2 separate regions of the Zea mays genome follow, and region 2 is linked to region 1. A link is a contact called in public Hi-C data. All regions are on one chromosome and are shown on one strand. Each heading gives the region's core, a stretch centred on a gene start, on an enhancer-like site or on the middle of the called end of the contact. The rest is flanking DNA. Distances are from core to core; before and after follow the strand shown. Region 1 overlaps LOC103626142 (KH domain-containing protein HEN4). Region 2 holds the start of LOC100283351 (succinate dehydrogenase subunit 3).

Region 1 (2,700 bases), core at 157-2,656:
ATATTATCTATGCCTACCAGAACATCTCATATTCTGTATATATTTAAATTTTATCATTGCACAGGCTGCTGGACAAATTCATGGACTGGAGGACTATAGAGGACTGCCAAGTGCTTCTGGGTATGACTTTGGAGGCCTTACTTCCTGAACATAATTTTAATTTTACCTATACAGATTTCATTGAAAATACCTTTTCTGGCAGAAGGTTCTCGAGCACTATTGAACTAAGGATTCCAAATAGTTCTTTGGAGTCTATTGTTGGTGTTGGCGGGGTCAATTTAGCAGAGATACGTCAGGTATAGAAGTTATTTATTCCATGGACACTGCTATATGAAATGCATTCCCCTGTTATGATTAGTTTTTCTCTTCCATGGGCAACTGCTATATGAAATGTGTCCTTATGACATAATAGATTTTCTCACTAATGTTCTACTTGACACCAGATTTCTGGTGCAAGACTGAGGCTACATGAGGCTCATGCTGGTTCTTCTGAGTCTGTGGTGGAGATCCAGGGCACACTGGACCAAGCAAAAGCTGCGCAGAGCCTCCTGGAGGGCTTTATCAGCGCGAACAGCAGGCAGCAGCAATCCCATTCTTCTCGCATGCCACTTTACCCAAGATGGGGATAGCTTCTGGTTGTGGCAGGGGAAAACCGAGTCAGCAGGGTTGGCTGGAGTTATCTCAGACTGCAGATTAGATGCATCGATGATGTTAATGGTAGCTGTTTAAATTGACCGTGCAAGCATGATAACTTATATTATGCCATAGGACAAGTAATGCTGATTCTCTCATGAAATACTAAGTGACAAGCTGTCTCTGTAGTTGTATTTGTTTCTGAATGTTTGAACCCTACTGTTACAACGGCTGCTATTTTAGGTCAGATTTCAGAGGCCGGATAATTATGTTATCTGCAGAGTTGGGCCAAAAAAAAAAGCTCAATCTGGTTGAGACTGGCTTCACCCATGCCGTTTCATTTTTAGAAGTTACAGCATCTCTGCAAAATATATGGGTAAGGCCTCTTGGAACGCATGAATTTCATAGAAATCAGTTTATTTTCTCAGAAAAAACATGGGAAACAGGGGAAAAAAATCCCACGTTCCAAGAGGCCTAAAGTTTGTGTCTGTTTAGATCCTGATAATATGGGAGCTACCAACATTTGATCTGTCCTTTTATAAGTACTCTTTGTACCAAAATGTTTTATAAGTACCCACCGTACCAAATTGCAAGTCACTTTAGCTCTTTTACGTGCACAACTTTTGCTATACATATAAATATATACATATATGGTGACACTATTCATTATTCATCATCTAGGGTGACCAGAGATCCATCGTCTAAACCAGCCCATCGAACCATCTTCGCGTGCTAGCCCACCCAAGTCAACCCGGCGCTATCTTTGTGTGCTAGCCCACCCAAAGTAATTAATTTTCGGTGGTACCCTAGCTCATGTCCTGCTCGACCATGCCCTCCCTCCCGCTCCCTGCTCGGCCACACCCTTAGGGCCATCTTCAGAAATGAACTCGGATTCATTTCAGCTCATCAAAATTTATATAAATTAGAGAAATAATCTGGCTAGGAACCATTTCAGGGCTCCAATCCGTGAAAAGCGAACATGGCCTTACTTGTCATCAATTTCTCCTACTCAGCCGTCGTTTTTTTATGTAATGGCAGGAGCTCTGCCTTTTCATTAAGAAGAAGATTAGAATTGACCCAGTTTTAAGAAAAATCGGGCCCGAAACCTACACAGGGAGCCCAAATAACACAAGCAGCGGCAACCCCACACACAAAGCACATCTAGAGTCATCGTTGCCGAGCTCAACGCAAGGTACGAGCAGCTCCGACTTCGCCAGACAGGCCGCACACGGCCAAAAGAACATGACGACTCCTACACCTTAAACCTGACACAGAAGGAGGACTGTGATGCGCCATCGTTGCCCGGCCTCAAGACACCCACACTCTAGGCAGCTCCGATTCTTCACCAGCGATCATGATCCAACACCCACCTTCGGTTTTTGCCTGACCTCCAAAACAATCCAGACCAGAGGAAGGGGGTTCGCCTCATGTCATCGTTGCCGAGCCACTTCCCCTAACGTGGTAGCTTCGACTTCACGTTGCAAACCCCACCTCCACCCACAATCCAGACGCTGGGAAGCGAAAGCATCAACCGAAGGCAACGCTGAGGCCGAGACGAGCGCAAGACGCCTTCAGGAAGGGAGTGACGTCCAGGAAGCCACCGTCACATATCCAAGATGGACTGGGCTTTCGCCCATGAAAGACGCAACAATGCGACATCCTCAACAGGGGGAAGTGGTGCCCTCGGGTGTCACCGTCGCCGAGACTTTCGCCCAAGATGCCCTCCATCACTCGAAAGGCCAGGACCCCAGGTCAAAGCTTGCAGCCACCACTGTCACCATCGCCTTGGCTTCCGCGTAAACCCCTCCAGAGGGCACCGACGTGCTGGCTACCGCAGCAGCCGCAGAGCTACGTCGGCTGACATCCCCTCCGGCTAGGCACACGGAACCAGGAACACCTTGCCGTGTGCGCCACACGTGCTGCCACTGAAACCGCGTTGAGAGCATCACCTTCTCAACTGCCACTCGCACGCAGCATGCCCCTAGCTCCAACCTCTGTAGGCCGCCACATCCCAGAATGGCCAGAGACAGTGGCGCACAGCCACTGCCGCCATTGACGCAACCCGTC
Region 2 (2,700 bases), core at 125-2,624, 120 kb after region 1:
TTTAAGCACACACTAAGGGCGGGGTTAGTGCTAGAATTAAATCAGAGTACAGAAGATAGTTCTCCTTGCTATGAGTTGCACAATCAATGCAGATAACGTTTGGGAGCAAACTCAAATCTATATGAGCAAGGGAACTTTTAGAGAGAGGAAAGAGGGGGAACAAATAAAGTGAAGATCAACAAGTGAACACGGTGATTTATTTACTGAGGTTCAGTTCCAAAGAACCTAGTTCCCATTGAGGAGGCCACAAAGGTCGGGTCTATTCCAACTCTTTCCCTCTCTCAATCGGTCACTCAGACCGGTCGAGTGCTTTTTCTCAATCTCACGGGTCACCAAGACCCCGCAAGGATCACCACACAATTAGGTGTCTCTTGCAAGCTTTACAAAACACTTATAGAGTTTAGAGAGAGATGAGGAAAGCACAATTAAGAAAGCCAAGCAACAAGAGCAACAAATGAAACACGAATCACACTCTCTCAAGTCACTAATCACTAATGATCATTTGTCTCAATTATGGAATTTGGAGAGATTAGAAGCTTTGAATGTGTCTTGGAATGAATTGCTAACTCTTGTATTGAATGTGTATGAGTGGAATGCTTGGATGTAGTGGATGGAGGTGGTTGGGGTTGTATTTATAGCCCCCAACCACTTTCTAGCCATTGCTCCAATCCTGCCGACCACGGATGGTTCGTGCCCCTGGTCCGGACGGTCCGCCCCTGCACATCAACGACTGAAATCGCAGCGGTCAGCAGTAACGGCTATATCAACGACTATAGAGCATTTAATGCGTCATCAGATGTCAGATAAAACAGTCGCGGACGGTCTGGCCGTGCACCCCGGACGGTCCGCGAGGACGCAAAAAAATGAATTTTACCGAACCCGTCACCTTCGGGGTTTTCTGGTTTTACAACGACTGGACGGTCCGCGCCTTAGGCCGGACGGTCTGCGCTTGGTCTCGGACGGTGCTCGCTTCTCCATCGGACGGTCCGTAGTGTTAACTTGTGTTTTTGCAATGTTCCTGTCCGAGGCTCACCCTGGTGTCGCGGACGGTCCGCTGCAATGGCCTGATGATCCGCGCATAGGTGTTTTTCCAAAAAACTTCTCTTGTCCGAAATGATCAACTAGGTAAACTAGTTAGTCCATAAGGTTTGTGATGGTTGTCGAACACCAAAATCGATTATAGGTAATATTAAGGTCATTTACCTTTCAATCTCCTTATTTTTATTTTTGTGATTGATGCTAACACAAACCAAAAGCAAATACAAAATGTAAAAATGTAACTAATTTGCAATTTTGACAGATATGTACAAGTTACTTTGAATTTAAACCAATTGAAAGTATTTTTAAGTATGTATGATTGCTTTCTTTTAGTTTAACATTTTGGACTACAATTGCATCACCACACTCACCGCACCACCGACCACTGCCTCCGTACGCGTCCCTCTGGCGGAAAATCGGTCCTAGTGCCGAGCTCGTTTTGTTTGGGTGAGTAATGCGGATCGCCTCTCCTGATCGGATTCCGATGGATTTTAGGCGGATCGTGGTGCACAGACACGGATATGTTCGCGGATCGATCGGGCGCGCACCCTGACTCACGACTGGGCGCACACATATTCCTCCAATTTTTTTTTCTGCGCATGGAAACTAGGGTTGGCCCTCTGCCGGCTGCCCAGATCCTCTCTTTCTTGACCTCTTCTTCCGCTTCCTGCAGATCTTCTGTATATCTATTAAGGAGGCTTCTCCATCTCCTCGGAGCAGCAAGGTAAACCCCGCTCGAATTTATGTTTATATTCCTCCAATTTATAAGTAAAGTGCCTAGAAATTTCAATATGTTACAATGCCCAAATTTATGTTTTCTATGCTATCAGATGTAGCCTTTTTAGCTCTGTGCATAGTCACAATGGTTAGCGTTGAGATTGACTAGGGTCTAGGAATTTGCTGAAATGCATTACTTGGGTTTGTTCTAAACCTTTAAGGCACCAAGTTCATTATAATCAATTGATTTTGATATTCTCCAATTTAATTGATATCAGTTAATCTTTCTATGTTGAGCTTTGCAAAATTTGTATTCAAATTTTTTTTACCGAAATCGTGATTTTGTGCTGATGCTAATCCATGATTATTGGTTATTGTGCAGGCTGTGCAGCAATGGAGAAGTATAACAGCAACACTCAATTTGCACCATTGAGAGAGACTCCGTTTGCCCTCCGTGGTAAGAACTGCTCCGGTTTGTTATATGCTTTCTTTCATGTATTTTCAAGACAACAATCAATATGACACTGAAACCCATTAGGAGATAGGTGTAGCACACTGTAATCACCCCAACTACTGCAACTACGCTATGTTGTTCAGGATTTGCTGTAATGTGAGGCTGGAAATGACACTAACATTTCATTCTGGAAGCTTAGGGGCTTATGTTAAGATGTGTAGCAGTATATCATTATTTGTGTTCTGGTCCGTCATATCATTAGCATAGCACAAAGGGATGCCAATAGTGGCCATATCTCAGATCATTTTACAACATGTAGTTGGTAAGGTACTCTTCCTTACCTGGAGGCAGATGTCTACACTCTAAAGGGATGCCTCGCAGCATTAATCAGTTCATTTATATACGTTATTTTCATTTTGATTTTAGATGCATAGTTCGATATACATATCTGAATGGACTAGTCATGTTTCTTTATATACGCTTTGGTGAAA

Evidence for each region. Hi-C and Micro-C count contacts between places; a contact is called where the count stands out from the background.
Region 2: a Hi-C map of ear shows a contact between it and region 1, with 3 times the contacts expected there. The contact joins the promoter of LOC100283351 here to the enhancer-like site in region 1. A contact is called at or near these places in 2 of 25 Hi-C or Micro-C datasets (ear and leaf).

What each region holds. Positions count from the first base shown.
Region 1 is chr5:26,818,320-26,821,019 of Zm-B73-REFERENCE-NAM-5.0, forward strand. It overlaps LOC103626142 (KH domain-containing protein HEN4), which reads left to right. Exons shown (of 8, transcript XM_035958980.1): 6 at 65-120; 7 at 203-296; 8 at 444-948. The coding sequence ends at 629. Among protein-coding and RNA genes, the nearest start is that of LOC103626142, 10 kb to the left of the region's middle. Within about 2 kb of position 1,407, at least 16 of the 20 cell types and tissues checked have an H3K27ac peak or open chromatin away from gene starts, as enhancers often do. A contact at or near this core is called in ear and leaf, where this site is marked.
Region 2 is chr5:26,933,629-26,936,328 of Zm-B73-REFERENCE-NAM-5.0, forward strand. LOC100283351 (succinate dehydrogenase subunit 3) reads left to right here and starts at 1,375. Exons shown (of 4, transcript NM_001156252.2): 1 at 1,375-1,485; 2 at 1,712-1,762; 3 at 2,138-2,212. The coding sequence starts at 2,149.